Linked DNA regions of Danio rerio: region 1 is linked to region 2. Evidence: chromatin contacts called from public Hi-C data. All regions are on one chromosome and are shown on one strand. Each heading gives the region's core, a stretch centred on a gene start, on an enhancer-like site or on the middle of the called end of the contact. The rest is flanking DNA. Distances are from core to core; before and after follow the strand shown.

Region 1 (4,426 bases), core at 585-3,084, 200 kb before region 2:
TATTCATGTATTTAATGTATTTTTGCATAATATGTATTGCAGTGATATATATATATGCTCACAGGCCAAGTTATTAGGTACACCTTACTAGTACAGTGTTGAACCCCCTTTTGCCTTCAGAACTTCCTTAATCTTTTTTGGCATAGATTCAACAAGGTGCTAGAAAATTTCCTGAGAGATTTTGGTCAACATTGACATGATAGCATCACGCAGTTGCTACAGATTTGTCAGCTGCACATCCATGATGTGAATCTCTCATTCCACCACATTCCAAAGGTGCTCTATTGGAATAATTTCTGGTGGCTGTGGAAGCCATTTTAGTACATTGAACTCGTTGTCATGTTTAAGAAACCAGTCTGAGATGATTCGCGCTTTATGACATGGCAAGTTATCCAGCTGTAAGTAGCCAGCAGAAGATTGGTACACTGTGGTCATAAAGTTAGGGACATGTTTAACAACAGTACTCAGGTAGCGTTGACACAATACTCAGTTAGTACTAATGGGCTTAAAGTGTGCCAAGAATTATCCCACACACCCTTCCACCACCAGCAGCAGCATGAACCGTTGATGCAAGGCAGGATGGATCCATGCTTTCATGTTGTTGACACCAAATTCTGACCGTACCATCCAAATGTTGCAGCAGAAATCAGGACTCATCAGACCAGGCAACGTATTTACAATCCTCTATTGTCTAATTTTGATGAGCCTGTGGATATTGTAGCCAGTTTCCTGTTCTTAGCTGACAAGAGAGGCACTCGGTGTGGTCTTCTGCTGCTGTAGCCCATCTGCCTCAAGGTTGGACATGTTTATACAGTTTATCAGTTCAGTGGGGAGTAGAATTCATTCACAAAATACTCATTACAATGTGGTGATGTCATTGGCTTGTAGCTTTCATGTAGCTTTTTTTTTTTTTTTTGGATTCCCGGAAGCTATAGACATTACAAATGTAAAATAGGAAATACGTTGGGACCATTGTATTTGTTTACATTTCTCAAAATGGTCTATAATACATTTAATTATTGTATTGTTTAAAACAACTACAGTATTTAATCTGACTTAATATTTTTTATTCGTGTGTGTACAGCCCAATAACAAATGAGATTTCTTAAAAATGATCATTTTCTCCGGATTTAGGGTTTATAGTTTGATTAAAGTTATTCATAGGCATTGATTATATATGTAAAATTAAAATGTTGTCATTTGTACATTTTTTGGCATGGTTTTGAATCGTCTGTTGTGATTTTCTAGAAAGAAATTATCTAAATGAATTTTTTTCCTTGAAATATTACCTTTACATTATAATTATTCTATGAAATATTTGCTATTATTAAGAGAAGCATACAGTAAATTATGGGGATTTTTTTTCTGGTCAACTTTGAACAGTACACCACAGCTGGTATCAAAATACAATTGTAAATACCTGAATTTTCTTTCTTCAGCTCCAGTATTTGTTCTGCCATTTCTATGAAACAATAATGATCTAATTAATTACCTTTTTAATGTTGCATTGTACTGTACTGTGTTTATTAATTGTGATTTCCCTTATTGTAAAATGTTATTATTATTTAACAGCTGTATGTTTATGTAAACATGACAGAATAAGAAAGCATTACTGACTTGCATTCTCTTTCATCGTCATGTCCAGCTTGACTCTGAGCTCCACCAACATGTCTCTTACATCTCTCACCTCAGTCCAGATGTTGGGCTGGTCATTTCTTTCACTGGCCACCAAAACTTCCAGCTCCTTATCTCCATCACTGAGAGACAGATAGCAAAACAGAAGAAGAGAAACACTCACCTTCATCCTTACAATCAGAGAGACAAGGAAAATAACACAGCTTTCGGGCTTTCAGTTAGTTAATCATTACTCTCTGTATTGACAGATTTTTTTTCAGCCAATTAAACTGCAGAAAGTTGAAGTCCTAAGAGTAAAGTTCTGTTTATGTTTTAACAGTTGGTTAAATTGTCTGGAGTGTTAGTAAAAGTATAAGAATAGTAATGTAAAGAATGAAAGAGATATTTGGAATATTTCTTTGTCTTTCATTTTTGTATTTTTTTTCATGTCATATTTGATAGCCTCTACAATGATACTGGCTTGTACTGTAAAAATAGAAGCTATACTAAACTTAAAGTGATTTAGGTATTATAATGAAATTAATTATTATAAATGTCATCATTGTAATTAGTCTTAATTAGTCAAAAATCATCTACAAGGTACTCATTGAGTTTCTGTCTGCATAAATGGCTCTGTAATTATTTTATGTAAAACATAATTATAGTGTGTTATACAGAAGGCATATATTTAGGAATTAGTCAAAGTGATATCAGAATTAAAATGAAATTAAATTAAATATATCATGTTATTAGAAATAGTCTAGTTTATGAACACTAGATGTCGCCCTTTCACTTCAAATGAGAGAAGGAGAGTTTTCACTGAGAGTTTTCTTCAACTGTTTTGGCTCAATTCTTGTTTTGTTTTGTTTTTCTCTAGAAACAAAAAGTTTAGATCTCTGAAAAAATAGCTTCTTGTTCACATACAGTGCAATACAATTAGAATCAACCATTTAACCAATCAAGTTTTAGAGCATACACTGTAAAATGTAAGTTGATACTTAGAACAATTAAGGAAACTGATTGATTTAAAATTTCTTAGTAGTGTATTCATTTAAGTGAACATAACTTAACCCAGTTCATATTTACAACTTCTTAATAAAGCAAACTTCAGTACTGTTGGCTCAAAATAATTAGTTGTGTTATTTTTTTTTATAAGTGTTTACATTACTAGGAAAGTATTAGAAAACCGATTGCTTTAAAATTATCAAGTAAGCTGAACTAAAACATTTAAGTAAAGACAAAAACCTATACTAAAACATTTTTATTGTCAAAATATTGCTGTAAACCCAAATTAGTAAGCAAAACTATCACAATTTATGTAACTAGATACAAAAAAACCTAAATAGTTTAAATTACAATGTGCTGAATTCTTGCCCTTTCATATTTATTTATTCCTTAAAGGCTTTATTGTGTTCATTTGTGATTGTAATTATCAAGCAGCTTTTCACTGCATTAGCACACAGTTACCTTTAAATAAAAGAAGATACAGATAACATCAGATACTCTCAGGACACAGATGTTACTATCCTGCACAATGATGACACAAAGCTTTTACAATATTTAGCTGTTTTCTTCTTGATTTTACAAACAAATACAGCTGTGGTTTTCAGCAATCTACTGTTTTTTTTACATTTTATTTACGTAAATTCAATTTACAGAATATTTGAATTAAATATACATTTTACAGTGTATATGTAGATTGCGTGACTCATGAAAGAGTAAAAAACTTTTCATTTAACACATTCATACAAAAATAAATGTACTGCATAAATGCAAATGTTTATCTGCTTTTTATTTTGACTCTTCTCAATAAAGATCAGTTTTTGTCTTATAAAATCTTAATGTGTAAGGCTGACTAATGTGTGGCTAACAAAATACTTTATATTTGAGTGATTTTGGCCAAATTACTGACACATTAACTAGGTTTTGAAGTATGGAGGAAATGTGTTGGGCCTACTGCTTTTTTCAACGAGCCATATACAATTAGCTGTTGTGCACACTGCATATAATTGTACTTTTTGCACATGTGTAAAAATTGCAATATGTTGTGAACAAGTTAATTGTTCTGAGATCTGAACTTATTGTTTCTAAAAAAAAATAATAATGTGACAATTAAGGCAAAGTAATTGAAAAAAGTGTAAAACAATTACATTTAGCATGACAGACAGACAGAGGGATGGATGGATGGATGGATGGATGGATGGATGGATGGATGGATGGATGGATGGATGGATAGATAGATAGATAGATAGATAGATAGATAGATAGATAGATAGATAGATAGATAGATAGATAGATAGATAGATAGATAGATAGATAGATAGATAGATAGATAGATAGATAGATAGACAAATGAAGGTCAGATAATTATGTAGCAAACTTGTGACTCCAGGTCATTTAGTTAGGTCAAAAGTTGTTTGTCTATTGTTGGTGGAAGTGGCCTAATGCTGTGTCAGTGTCATCTTAATGCTGCAGTCAAGTGCACTTCTCTGCCTGATGCCCTTGAGACTCCAGCACAGCTCTTTAAAATGCAGCAAGGGTTGCCAGGACTGGGCTGCAGCAAAATACTCTAAAACTCTTTATGCGTCTTCATTATGTGCCTCTTTTATCAGCCAATTACACATTAATGTGCAGAAGTCTGCTCTTATGGGCCCAAGAGCTCATTTTTTGTTGTTGTAGTGTAACTGAAAAGACTGCTTTTGTGTTTGTTTACTTTTTAAATTAAATACTTTCTGCAGATTATTTCTGCTTAAACCCTAAATAAAAATTACTTGCATCATTCAGACAAACTGTGGAGCAAGGGGAAAGAGGT
Region 2 (4,553 bases), core at 1,555-4,054:
AATAATTTTTAAAGAAAATGTAATTATAGTTAATAATCGAGGTTTATTTACTTGTGCGATAAGAGGATACACATAGTCAATATTTTCCACTAATAATTCGGGAATATAAACTGAAATAACTGTATATGTGAAACTACTGTTTAAAGAACATTGGAAACTACAACCGTTTACAGCTATTTTTTCAGCAAATAAAGACAATTCAAAACAAAAAATTAAATCTAAAACTTTTTTGTAGAATGAATGGCAGCAGTTGTGCTGTGCGTCATTTTTAGGTGCGTAAACAAGACACATTACAAACAAACAAACAAACAAACAAAAAAGCTTAAGAATCAAAGCAGGCATTTACTGTAACTCGGTACATTCCCCTACGTCAGACAGGCGCAACATATTAAAATCGATTTTACTCTTATCCAGAATCCCACCAGCCGGAAGTGTGTTTTCATTATACGAGCTCACAAACTTAAAGTCACTGGTGCGCGAGCCTGTTGTCAGATACGCGTCATAATTGTAAGAGCTGCGGATAGTTCCTGCTCCATCCACATCTGCATAGTTTGGAGGCAAATAGGCGCTGGGAACAGCAACTGCTCCATCAAACAACAGTCTGGGCTTTCTCCTGTGACAAAACTTCACTGCCAACATCAGTATGATGAACGTCAGGAAGAAAGTGCAGACGGAAACTAATGCAATGATCAAGTATGAGGTTAATTTAGAGTTGTTGTCCTCATAGCTCATATCTTTAAGTTCAGGAACTTCAGAAAGATTATCAGAAATCAGTAAATTCACAACACATGTTGTAGACAAAGATGGCTGGCCATTATCCTTTACTGAAATAACAAGATTCTGCTTCATATTGTCAGATTCAGAAATGTCTCGTTGAGTTTTGATCTCTCCACTATGGAGACCAATAGTGAAAAGTCCCGGATCAGTAGATTTCAAGATTTGATAGGACAGCCATGCATTCTGTCCAGAGTCAGCATCTACAGCAATCACATTTGACACCAGAGAGCCTGAGAGAGTCGCTTTAGGGACCATTTCAGTCATTAAAGTCTTTCCGTCAGGAACAGGGTATAATATCTGTGGAGAGTTATCATTCTCATCCGTTATGAAGACTTTGACAGTCACGTTACTGCTGAGTGGAGGTGAACCATTGTCTCTGGCAACAACTTTGACACTGAAGTTTCTGAACTGCTCATAGTCAAATGATCTCACAGTATGAATCACTCCTGTATCTCCATTAATAGAGAGAAATGAGGACATTGGGACCCCGTTGACTTCACTGGGTACCAGAGAGTACAGTACAGTCCCATTCTGTCTCCAGTCTGGGTCATTTGCACTGACAGAACAAACAGAGGTGCCTGCTTGCTTATTTTCACTTATATAAATGAAGTAACTCTGCAGTTCAAATCTAGGGGAGTTGTCGTTGACGTCAGAAACTTGTATGTTCAGAGAAATGTTGGAAAATAAGGGTGGTATACCTCCATCGGTTGCGATTATTGTCACATTGTAATTATCGATTTGTTCCCGATCAAGCGAACTACTTGTAGTGAGAATGAAATAAGACTTAATGTATGGCTGTAGCTGAAATGGCAGATTCGGCGAAATGGAACAACTAATCCGGCTGTTTTCTCCTGAGTCTTGGTCTTTTACGTTTATTACGGCTATCTCTGTGCCTGGTGTTGTGTTTTCTGGGATTTTATTTTTTAGAGATTTCACAGATATAACAGGCGCGTTGTCGTTGACATCATCTATTTCAATAACAACTTTACAGTGGCCTGTCTGACCTCCGCCATCCTCTGCTTGCACTTCCACCTCATATGAGGAGGCTTTCTCGTGGTCCAGCTGTCCAATAACTGATATTTCCCCGTAGTTTTCATCAATTTTAAACAACTGTTTTGTGTTGTCAGACAGGTGATTGATATAATATTTTATTTCTCCATTTGCGCCCTCATCCTCATCGGTAGCCGTGATTTTGATGACAGACGTTCCCAGTGCTGAATTTTCAGATAACCGAGCGTTATACAAAGGCTGCAAAAATAATGGTGCATTGTCATTCATGTCAATTACAACCACTTCAATAACAACAGTTCCAGAATTGGGAGGGTTTCCGCCATCTACCGCAGACAATATCAAAGAATGCTCTCCCCTTGTCTCTCGGTCCAGGCTGTTTTTTAAAACAATATCCACATAACGGTCTTTGCTTGACTTTGTATCAAGAACAAAATGTTTGTTTTGACTGAGAATATATGTCTGAACTGAATTAATTCCCACATCCAAATCCCGTGCTCGAGTTAATTGTAATTTGCTTCCTGTCGGAGCTCCTTCGCTTATCTCGAGCTTTATCGAACCTTTTGGGAAAACAGGAGGGTTGTCATTGACGTCCTGGACCTCTAAAGCGATGTTATGAAGTTCTAAAGGGTTTTCAAGAATAAATTCAAAGTGCATGATGCAGGGGGAGGCAGTTCCGCATAGCATTTCTCGGTCGATCCTTTCCGAAACAAAAAGATTCCCTGAATCTAGGTCTATTTCACAGTACCTTCTGTCCCCTTGGTAATCCAAACGGGCCTTGCGAAATCTCAAGCGATTATAATCCAAATTAACATCCTTACTTAGATTTCCAATAACAAATTTTGTCTTGGTTTCCTCCGGCACAGAATAACGAACATCAGCAGCGGTAACGCAGAAAAGAAGCGATGTTATCCATAATCGCCATTTTCCCAAGCACAATTTAGACGTTTTTGCCATGTCTTCTTTGTATAATAATACTCACACAATCGATTTGTATCATGGACAGTCAAAGCACTGCGATTTTGACAAATGTTATCAACAGAACAGAAAAAAGAAGAAAAAAATCGCACCAAATGGGTGGGTTCTTATGTTCAAAACTAGCTAGTCAACAGCGACGCTGTGTGGTTAAAGTAAGTATAAAGAAACGAACCACAAGTGCGGTGTGTAATGTTTCAGAAATTGTTAATTAAATAGTCTCTAATATAACCAGTGCACTATGTCCCTTTATAAGATAAAGATTTCTTTACACAAACTTGGAGTGGACTTTTACTGCAGACAAGCCACATAAATACTAGCCAATAAATTGTTTGTGTTTCTTTTAAAAAGTTTATATTGCTTATTTCTTTTATAATAAAAACATCGTTTTATATGGTTTATTTTATTGAAGGGATAGTTCACACTAAAATGTAAACGTACTTACTATTTTTCTCACCCTAATGATTTAAACTTTTTTTTTCTTTTCCAGTTGAACACAAAAGAAAATATTTTGAACAAAGCTGCAAATCTTTACCCACTGACTTCCATAGTAGAAACAATAAATAGTATGGAAGACAATAGTTATAGGTTTCCAGCTTTTTTATAATATTTTCTTTTGTGTTCGTCAAAGGAAAAAAGTTGAACAGGCTTGAAGCAAGTAAATGGTGAGTAATGATAATGATTTTCATTTTGGGTTAACTATCTCTTTAATATCCCTTTAATATAATTTCAGTGTAATAGAATTTGTATTGAAAATGTATTTTATTCATATAATCCAAAGCTCAGTTTTCATCAGTTTACATCAATCTCAAATGACCCTTCTAAAATCATTCTAACGTGCTGATTTATTAAAATGTATTACATTGAAAACAGTTAATAAAAAAAAATCATAGTAATGTTTTTACTGTATTGTTTAATGTAGAGTTATTTCAAAAACTGGTTCCAAACTTTATACCGGTACTGTTATCTGCCACGAGATTACTTTCTTAAAATGGTTTACATTTCAATGAATTTGTTTCTTGTAATTGTTTATATAATTAAAGAGAAATTTCAGTTCCAGTATAATTACAGTATAATTCTCAGCTTTACAGCATGTATTGATGTACACACAAACGTTACGTTTCACAAACGCATTTGTTTTCAGCACCATGGACAGCGCGATCTATTGCCGCTGTACAAAGCGCCTGGAATGGAAAGTGCAAGAGCAGACAAAGGTGAAACTATGCATTAAATTTAAAAAGAGGGTATCCTAGAATATATATATATATATATATATATATATATATATATATATATATATATATATATATATATATATATATATATATATATATATATATATCTACAGAGAGAGAGAGAGAGAGAGAGAGAGAGAGAGAGAGAGAGAGAGAGAGATACAATTGTCTTAAATTGAAAAGTATGAAATTCAATTATATTTTCCAACAGGCAAAATTTAAACTAAACAATAATTTGTTTTGTTGAATTGTACACATCCGACATTCAAATCCAGAGCCTCACCTTTGTGTTTAATGTGCACACTGAACAGGAAGAAATAATTTGTCAAAAATGCATCAGATGATCTGACAGATGACAGTTTTAAAGCACAAACTATTATATATATATATATATATATATATATATATATTATTTTTTTTTTTTCAAATGCTATATAATCTGAATAATTATTGATTTTAAATGTCCACTGAAAATTTTGAAATACGCTTCTTTAGACATTGATAGTTTCACAATAAATCTTTGTCCTTCATGGAAACTTTATCATTTTAAAATGGTTC

What was found. A called contact is a pair of places that touch in the nucleus more often than the background predicts.
Region 1: a Hi-C map of embryo shows a contact between it and region 2, with 2.2 times the contacts expected there. The contact joins the promoter of cbln17 here to the promoter of pcdh1g1 in region 2. A contact is called at or near these places in 2 of 18 Hi-C or Micro-C datasets (caudal fin and embryo) and 1 of 4 datasets of contacts at active chromatin or transcription factors (caudal fin).

The regions. Positions count from the first base shown.
Region 1 is chr10:26,717,518-26,721,943 of GRCz12tu, reverse strand. cbln17 (cerebellin 17) reads right to left here and starts at 1,834. Exons shown (of 5, transcript NM_001326525.1): 1 at 1,618-1,834; 2 at 1,421-1,462. The coding sequence starts at 1,804. The region is part of intron 5 of LOC141376355 (a long non-coding RNA gene); the gene reads left to right.
Region 2 is chr10:26,513,477-26,518,029 of GRCz12tu, reverse strand. It overlaps pcdh1g1 (protocadherin 1 gamma 1), which reads right to left and starts at 2,804. Exons shown (of 4, transcript NM_001020804.2): 1 at 352-2,804. The coding sequence starts at 2,742. All of the region lies in intron 5 of LOC141376355 (a long non-coding RNA gene), which reads left to right. The region is part of intron 4 of LOC141376356 (a long non-coding RNA gene); the gene reads left to right.